Regions from separate parts of the Mus musculus genome. Here region 2 is linked to region 1. Evidence: chromatin contacts called from public Micro-C data. All regions are on one chromosome and are shown on one strand. The core of a region is the stretch at or near the end of the contact, and the rest is flanking DNA. Distances in the headings are between cores, read along the strand shown.

Evidence for each region. Hi-C and Micro-C count contacts between places; a contact is called where the count stands out from the background.
Region 2: a Micro-C map of embryonic stem cells shows a contact between it and region 1, with 3 times the contacts expected there. The contact joins the enhancer-like site here to the promoter of Trpa1 in region 1. A contact is called at or near these places in 8 of 39 promoter capture datasets (the C10 cell line, cranial neural crest, embryonic stem cells and 2 more), 5 of 484 Hi-C or Micro-C datasets (CD8 T cells, Th1 cells and embryonic stem cells) and 2 of 115 datasets of contacts at active chromatin or transcription factors (both in embryonic stem cells).

Annotation. Positions count from the first base shown.
Region 1 is chr1:14,916,702-14,921,392 of GRCm38.p6, reverse strand. It overlaps Trpa1 (transient receptor potential cation channel, subfamily A, member 1), which reads left to right and starts at 2,531. Exons shown (of 26, transcript NM_001348288.1): 1 at 2,531-2,668. The coding sequence starts at 2,558.
Region 2 is chr1:14,741,382-14,746,072 of GRCm38.p6, reverse strand. No RefSeq gene overlaps it. Among named protein-coding and RNA genes, the nearest start is that of Msc, 12 kb to the left of the region's middle. Within about 2 kb of position 2,377, at least 10 of the 459 cell types and tissues checked have an H3K27ac peak or open chromatin away from gene starts, as enhancers often do. A contact at or near this core is called in embryonic stem cells and trophoblast stem cells, where this site is marked.

The DNA.
Region 1 (4,691 bases), core at 1,282-3,781:
CATCTTTGTTGGAACAAAATAACTTTGTATAATTTTGTTTTTTGTTTTAATTTTTTATCACTGGCAATATCCATAGTTTCCTTGGGATTTTAAGTAAAATCATTTGTTTTTCTTTCTCAAATACATGATTACTTCATGTCAAAACATAATTTGATAAAAAAGTACACCTTCTAGAAACATCTACAAAGATTTTCCCTCTAATAACTAGAATTATTTTGAGATTACCCCTGGTGAAATTATTTTACTTATTTATACTATCAATAATTAAATTTCAAAGGAAATAAGATTCTAATTGTAAGTGGTCAGCTAATGTCTTATTCTGACTGCATTATACATCTTAAAAAGTTCAGTGTTTTGTAGGAAAAAAAAAACCAAACCATTTATGAAAAAGACTTCTTTTGTTGGCGAGGCAGGAAATAATGTAACAATTAGCAAGAAATAGCTATAGAAATTTCCTATTGAAAAGGGCACAAATTGGTGAAGTACTGCAGGAGATAGAGGGAAAATTAATGTGCATTTCGATTTCTGTGCTTTCATAGCAGATAGAAGGATATGGCCAGTCCTACAAAGTTAGCCATCTATTTTTCAGTACTAAACCAGTACAGGACAAGCTGGTAAGGACCCACACTTTGGAGTAACCTGCGGCTGGTAAACATTTTCCCAGCCCCACTCTGTGGTTGCTGTTCCCTGACTCCACATTCTTCTCTGAATTCAAAGCCCTCTATTGCCCCAGCTCCCCTTAACTTAAAAACAGAGGAAACCACTGTGATGCATTCCTTTGTTCTCTTTGGGAGAAAGCCACTAATCACAGTCTTTCACAGCCCAGACATTCTCGGTCTTCCAGTGAGTGCGATTGCTATACATAACCTTTCCTTTCTTCAGTTAGATTTCTCATAGGAATTACTCCAAACACCTCCTTTACAGGGAGCCCATCTCTCTCATGCTACCTGTTAGTGTGAAGAAAGTTGAGAGTGGTAAACTTCAATATCTGCATTCTCCACTCAAATTTTCCAGCTGTCTCCTCTCAGGTACTGGTGTTACACTCAACATCATCCCCACTGCAGGGCTTCCATTGGTCACAGCTTACTGTATCAATAAGATTTGTACAGCAGGCCTTTTCATGATTCCTCGGTGTCAATCAGCACATTAGACTCATTCCTAAATTCAGCCCGATGTAATTCAATTCTCCACGCTTTCCTGGATGCAGCCCAGTGTTGTGTCCCTGTTTTTTGTGGGTTTTAGGGTTTGGTGGTGGTGATCTGTGTTACGTGTGAATCGAATACTCTAGAACCTTAAAATGGCTCAGTTTGGTAAACCAAAATTCTGTTCTTTGCAAACTCAACCCATTTGCGATCTCGCCAAGGACAAACAGCAGCCGCAGTTGCACAGACTCCCTGTGCTGTGTCTAGCCTCATGGCTAGCTGCAGGACTATTGGATGGAGCAGAATACCCTTCTTTGTCCATGGTATACACCTATGCTGTGGAGATGTGAATTCAGGGCAGACTCAGAAAGATAAAGCCCTCAAACAATGCTACCAACAAACCCTCCGCAGATAAACTGCAGCTTCTATTTAACCTGCTATTTTATTAACCATAATGAAAAAACAACCATTTTATTAACTATCTTAAACGTCAAGGCTTAAGGCAGATGAATGCTTTTATCTACAGGAAATGCGGTCTGAGATACAAAGCGACTCAGGCTAGTCTCAATTCTAAGAGGTATTCACTTCATCCTGACAACTGGGAAGAGAAAATTTGCTGAAAATCATACTTCTGATAATTCAAGAGCACCCTCACCCTAACCTCCCGGGAGGTGGGCAGGGGCGGAACAGCCCTAGGGATTTTGTCTTATTGAGCCAATCTCATGTAGTCCAGGCTGAACTCAAACTTGCCACGCAGTCCAGGATGACCTTGGATTTCAGATCTTCCTAGCCCCACGTCCCAAGTACAGGCTTACAGCCTGTTGGATTGCTCGCGGGATCACACTATTATGCCTGGTTTTATGTAATGGAGATGGTGCGCAGGACTTCCTGAAGGTTGGGTAAGCACTTCACAGACTGAGCTATATTCCCAGTCGAACTTCTGGACGTCCAAATGGGGGAAGATTTTACTAAAAATTGCAGATTATATTCTCTCGCCCTACCCCGACCTTTCTCTCTTGTCCACTCCTGCCTCCCTGGCCACTATGAGGGGTTGTTTTTATTTTAATAAATTTGCTGAATCTGCCTCAATTTGCAATTGCTCTGTGATTTCCCTAAAGGGGAGAGTCTGGGGCAGATGCCCACTAGGTTCGTTTTTTTTTTTTTTTTTTTTTTTTTTTTTTTTTTTTTTTGTCTCCAGAGCCCCGCCTGCTACTTCCTCTACAAGTAGCCCAGGCTCGGAAAACTCTTTGCAAAAGTTCCCTCCTACCCTGCAGGCAGAATGGGGCTATAGCTGCAGGGATCTCTCCAGCAGAGCTTAGTTGTAGGTCCCAAGTCCGGCTGCAGCTTCCGGTGCCCTGTCCCTAGGTGCCGCCTTGTGGAGAGCTGCTGCGCCAGCCGGCGTCCAGGTGGAGTCAATGAAGCGCGGCTTGAGGAGGATTCTGCTCCCGGAGGAAAGGAAGGAGGTCCAGGGCGTTGTCTATCGCGGCGTCGGGGAAGACATGGACTGCTCCAAGGAATCCTTTAAGGTACTGGGGAATCGGTGGTCTGGAGCATGCTGGGGCATTGTGAAAGGTGGGAGGCTGGAAATTTCCTTTCGTTCAGTATTCTGCTGCTTTCACACTCAAGTTTATGAAGCACGGAACATGGAAATGGCAGGAGACAGTATCAGGGTACACAGCACCTGTAACTGCTAGCTGTGGTCCTCTATTTTGCTTTCTTGTTTGCATAACTCCATCTTGCCAGGGGATGGATTGGTGCCAGAGAAGATGTTCCCCTGAAGTACTTTTGAAGTTTTACAGAATTGAAATCCATAAAGCCAGGATAAATTTGGAGTGCGTGAAGTCCCTTTTCAACGTTTAAGTAGATTTTTCGTTTGAGCTGAAGTGGAACTGCTGCAGCTGAGAATCTGGTACTCAGCGATCCAACAAGTGTGTTGGGATGGAGAAGCATTTTTATCTAAAAGTGAAAAAGAGAACTCAGCACTTCAAATTGGAGACAAGGAGGCAAGCCCTGCAGCGAGTCCTATTGGGGACTCCACAAGGAGATACCTAGTGAGAAAGGGAGGTCCCGCTGTGATGGGGGCTTCTAGCTCTCAGTTCTCTGGATGTTCTGACCTATTAGAAAGTTGCACTCACTATTTGATGCTGATACTGCGGCCACTCTGAAGGGTAGAGGCAGGCTATTGGACGCCTAGAAAATCATTAGCCTTGAGATAGTAAGAAAGGAAGGGCTTTTATGAAATGGCAAGGTACTATTAACTATGGCTTCTCAATCCCCTCTGACGATTCTTCTGCACCACGGAACCATGTTAACCTTATTTTTTTGCGGGGGGGGGGGAGGAAAACGAAATGCTTGTACAAGCACAAACTTTTATAGAGCTTTCTTTAACTTGCAAAGATATGAGCTTACAGAGCTCTTGCTTTGATTCACACATGAAGTAAATTATTAGAATACATTTCAATTCAGTACTTGGAATTTACCTCTTTTTTAAAATAACCGCTTCACAGCATTTCATTATGTGGACTACATCATGATTTATTTAACTACCTATGTACTGATACACACTTAGGTCATTTTTGTTTGTTGGTTGTGTTCTCTATTTTATTTAGCTTCGATGTTTTTAATCTATGACTGTAAATGTGCTCTCAGTTTGGCTGTCTATTGGTAGCTTGGTCCAGAGCAAGAGGTGAGAGGTAAGCATAGCTTTAGGTCTGGCAGACATTATCCAACTGCTTTCTATGTAGATACCACTGCGAATGTGAGTCAAATGCATCCTACCTCACACAAACCTGTACCCCCCCCCCCACCAGATTTAACACAGGTGTCTGTCCCACGTCAGCTTAGCATATTAACCATGGCGTTTGCTGTAGTAGGAAGAACCACATGATGACTGAATTTCAATACTAGGATGAAATCGTTATAATTAATGTGGGACAGAAAGAAATTTCTTAAAATTTTTTTCAAATCTCAATTTGAAAAAAAAATCCCTCATGTAAGTTGTTTTATACAAATTTGTGGAAGAAACTTTAGTATCTTTAGTTTTATCGATTAAGTCAAGAAATTAACTCAAGTTAATACCTTTTAATAGTATTTTGGGATTTAACTATACTTTTATCTTGGTTCTCTTTCCTTTTGGATCTTATTCTGATTAGACAAATTTTATTCAAGCAAACTAAAGCAGATCGGTCTGAAGTCTCTAATTTGAAGGGCTTAATTTAGAACTAACTTCTCTAAAAATGATCTAGAGCCTGTTGTCTTGAATATAATCACAGAACTCAGAATTCAAGAGCTTAGGGATTATTCAGATCAGAAGCTACTAAACTGACTGAATTTATGTGTTTAGGGTTAAATATGTAAAATAGAAAGGTTTTACATATTTTACACATTACACCAGAGGGTTAAATATGTAAAATAGAAAGAAATAATGAAACCACATGGCAGTTCTGGAATAGCACTGATATTAAGATGAATTTTTAGTGTGCTTTCCAGATTTGAAAATCTGCATATATATAAATAAATATATACATACATATATACATTCCATCACAA
Region 2 (4,691 bases), core at 1,128-3,627, 180 kb after region 1:
CTTCGATTGTTTTAAAAGAGCTGTGCTCCACACTGTGCTATTTAATGGGTAAGGTATAGAAGCAGCCTAGATGGCCATCAGCATGTGACTGGATAAGGAAAAGGCGGTATGTATACATAATAGAATCTTATCCGGCTGTAAAGTAAAATGAAATTGTGACATTTGTAGAACAACATCTGGAGCTAGAAATCATAGTGTTAGGCAAAATGAGCAGATTCGGAATGACAAGACAGCAGTTTTTCCACTCAAATGTGGGGCCTAGGTTTAAATTTCTATACATATATTAAATGGGTGGAGGAAGAAATCAAAAAGAGGAGAAAGGAATATTGTGTATTATGAAAGCAGAAAGGAGGACTCTTCAGAGGGAGGGAGTGGACTCACAAGAGGCAGTGCAGACAGTAGGAAAGGTGAGAGAAATGTATACAGATGTATATGTATGGATATGTTGCGAAAAGAATTGCTTCATATGTTAACTAAAAAGATTGGTTATGTATCATTTTTGAACTTGTAAAACTGCTTTTTTAAAAATTAGATATTTTCTTTATTTACATTTCAAACATTATCCCCTCCCCCCCCCCTTCCCCTGCTCACCTACCCACCCACTTCCCTGTCTTGTATTCCCCCAACACTGGGGTTTAGAGCCTTCACAGGACCAAGTACCTCTCCTCCTATTAATGTCCAAAAAGGACATTCTCTGCTACTTATGCAGCTGGAGCCACAGGTCCCTCCATGGCCCTCTTTGGTTGGTGGTTTAATCCCTGGAAGCACTGGGGGTACTGGTTCATTCATATTGTTGTTTCTCCTATGGGGATGCAGACCTCTTCAGCTCCTTGGGTCCTTTCTCTAGCTCCTACATTGGGGACCTTATGCTCAGTCCAATGGTTGGCTGAGAGCATCCACCTCTGTATTTGTCAGGCACTGGCAAACTAAGTGTTATTACTCTTTGATATGATCTTTCTCTTTCCTTCACAAGATGATGTTGATTTTCAGAATTTCTTAGCTTTGAAGCACCTGACATAGTTATCACAGGACCTAGAAATGTGCACAGTCAGGTGTTAGCACTTGGCATGAGCTCTATTTTCTATCTAACTACTTGAAAGATTTCTTGGATGGAAAAAGAACTGATTGAGAGTATAGGCAGTAAAAGAAAAAAAGCTTCAAAATCAGAAGAGATGTTCTGAGCCCTATGAGAATATCTCACAGTTATTATCATACCTTTTAATCACACACAAGATATAGCAATATGTCTCTGATTATCTTCATTTACACATAGGAAAGCTGAGGCTCACAGACATTAGGAATGTGCCAATGGCTACCCAGGGTAAATGGTAGTCATAGCTTAAACCTGTCTCTTCTAATTCAGAACTCCATTGTATCTCCAAAGGATTGTTTGCCAGGGTGTATAGAGATGGGGACAACGGCCACTCAGGCCAAGCTTACTTTAAGTGTTAACTTGAACTTCACCTTGGATGTGAACTAAGAACAGTAGATGAGTTGTAGAAATACATAAATACATCTAGCTTAAAGAGTTTAAAATAGAATGGAGTCCAGAATGTGAGTCAGAGCTCTCTTGCTCTCTTTCTCTCTCTCTCTCTGTGGGGAGATGCTAGTCAAAGCTACCTAGGAAAGACTTGTGAGTCTAAGCAAATATTTTTAGTTTGTTGTCTTCATTTTCTGCTGATATGGACAGTTTAAGTCACATACTCTCTCTGTGGTTACTGGAAGGAAGAGGTCCAACTTCATGAAGGATTTTGTGAAGACTCCTGGAGAACCCAGCATAGGCAGAAAGTGGCCAACCTGAAGATGGGAGCCAAGCTACTGAAAGGAAGAAAGGAAGGCAGAGCCAGTTAAAGCCTACCTGGGCAACCCTGCTGTGACTAGAACAGTCAGCTAATTTTGTATGTAGGAGTTGTTTAAATGAGTTTCAGATAAAGACTCTCTCTCTCTCTCCTCTCTCTCTCTCCTCTCTCTCTCTCCTCTCTCTTCCTTCCTCTCCCTTCCTTCCTTCCTTCCTTCCTTCCTTTCTCTTCCTTTTATTAGATATTTTCTTTATTTACATTTCAAATGTTATTCCCTTTCCAGGTCTCCTCTCCAGAGACCTGCTACATCCACTCCAGTAGTGACTCGCGTGGCAGGCCTAGAAAACTGGACACAGTCCTGAGGCGAAAAATTCATGGAAACGTAGTCTCCTGGAACTGTGGCATACCATATAACAAATGAGCCAAACTTTTCCTTACGAATGGATCTGTGTGCTTTCTTTCAGTATTGTTTTGTTATAGGTGCCTCCAAGCAATGACTTGCCATATACCTAAGCAAAATCGAACTTTGCTTCCTGGCCTTCACCAATGCCCTAGGTAGTCCTTGAGCCAACCCTGGGCTTGGAATTCAGTAAGAATGTTGCCTATTCAGTGACATTCAGAATTGCCTGTAGTATTATAAGAGAAATAGTGAAAAGAAATCAGGCATTACTATCTACTACATAGAGTTAGAAATCTCAGGGCAAGCTGAGCAAAGTAAGTTTAGAATTCTTATTATATTGTAGTATATGGCAGACTACACTACTTATTAGGAGAAAGTCCCCCCACACAATCACTTAGAATAATAGCCAAGTTACTCCCATATGCAAGAATTTACAATGACCTAGGAAGAAGGAAGGTTGTGGTCTAAGAAGGAACTAGAGTAAGTACTTAGAACTATAGATAGCTGAGTTACACCCATACACAGGAATTTACAATGGCCTAGGGGGGAGGTGGACTATACAATAGACTAGAATTGGAACTAAGGCAAGGGTGTGAAGCCCTTGACCCTGGCTGCTAAGATTAAACTGACCTTAGGTGGGGCTGCTTTTGAACAATTGGTTCCTGTTAGCTTTTAGTATGCAGTCTTCTGTTTTGTTGTAAAAGTAATTTTGCATCAGATAACTTCAATGTACCTTGGATGGCCTTAATGTATCACTTAACTTCTCTGTTTTCTGTAATATATAAGACTGATGCTCACTTTGACAAATTGCATCCAGATACAGCACTCCTTTGTGTCTGTTTGTCACTCTTTTCATCGCCAACTCCTTGCCCACCTGTCTGGAACCCTAATTTCTCCTGCAGATTGAGGGGGGCCGACTGGTTTACGGCAGAAACCCCTTTCCCCTCCTCTATCCCCCTGCATCTATGAGGATGCTCCCCCCACCCCGGCCCACTCTTGCCTTCCTGCTCAGGCCTTCCCCTACACTGTGGCATCGAACACCGACAGGCCCAAGGGCATCTCCTTCCACTGATGTCCAACAAGGCCACCCTCTGCAATATATGTGGCTGGAGCCCTGGGTCCCTCCATGTGTACTTTTTGGTTGGTGGTCCAGTCCCCAGGAGCTCTGGGGGAGGGGGCTTCTGGCCAGTTGACATTGTTGCTCCCCACATAGTTCTGCAACCCCCTCCCCTCAGTTCCTTCAGTCCCTTCTCCAACTCCGCCATGGGGGAATCACTCACTCAGTCCAATGGTTGGCTGAGAACATCCATCTTTGTATTTGTCAGACTCTGACAGAGCCTCTCATGAGATAGCCATATCAGGCTCCTGTCAGCAAGCACTTGTTGGCATCCACAATCGTGTCTGATATGGTAACTGTATATGGGATGAATCCCCAGGTGGGGCGGTCTCTGGATGGCCTTTTCTTCAGTCTCTGCTCCACACTTTGTCTTCCTATTTCCTCTTGTGAGTATTTTGTTCCCCCTTTGTTCTAAGAAGCACTGAATCACCTATACTTTGGTCTTCCTTCTTCTTGAGCTTCATATGGTCTGTGAATTTTATCTTGGGTATTAACTTTTGGGCTAATATCCACTTATTAGTGAGTGCATACCATGTGTGTTCTTTTGTGATTGGGTTATCTCACTCAGGACGATGTTTTCAAGTTCCACACATTTGTCTGCAAACTTCATGAAGTCATTGTTTTTAATAGCTGAGTAGCATTCCATTGTGTAAATGTACCACATTTTCTGTACCCATTTCTCTGCTGTGGGACATCTGGGGTTTTTTTTCCAGCTTCTGGGTATTATAAATATGGCTGCTATGAACATGGTGGAGCATGTGTCCTTATTATATGTTGGAGCATCTTCTGGGTATATGGTATATCTGGGTCCTCAGGTAGTAGTATGTCCAATTTTCTGAGGAACCGCCAAACTGATTTCTAGAGTGGTTATACCAGCTTGCAATCCCACCAGCATGGAGTAGTGTCCCTCTTTCTCCACATCCTTGCCAGCATCTGCTGTCACCAGAGTTTTTGATCTTAGCCATTCTGACTGGAGTGAGGTGGAATCTCAGGGATGTTTTGATTTGCATTTCCCTGATAACTAAGGATGTTGAACATTTTTTAGGTGTTTCTCAGCCATTCAGTATTCCTCAATTGAGAATTCTTTGACTTAGCTCTGTACCTCATTATTAATAGAGTTATTTGGTTCTCTAGAGGCTAAATTCTTGAGTTCTTTTTTATATATTGGATATTAGCCCTCTGTCAGATGTAGGATTGGTAAAGTTCTTTTCCCAGTCTGTAGGTTGACAATTTTTCCAATTGACAGTGTCCTTTGCCTTACAGAAGCTTTGCAATTTTATGAAGTCTCATTTGTCAATTCTTGATCTTAGAGAACTAGCTATTGGTGTTCTGTTCAGGAACTTTTCCCCTGTGCCCATGTGTTTGAGGGTCTCCC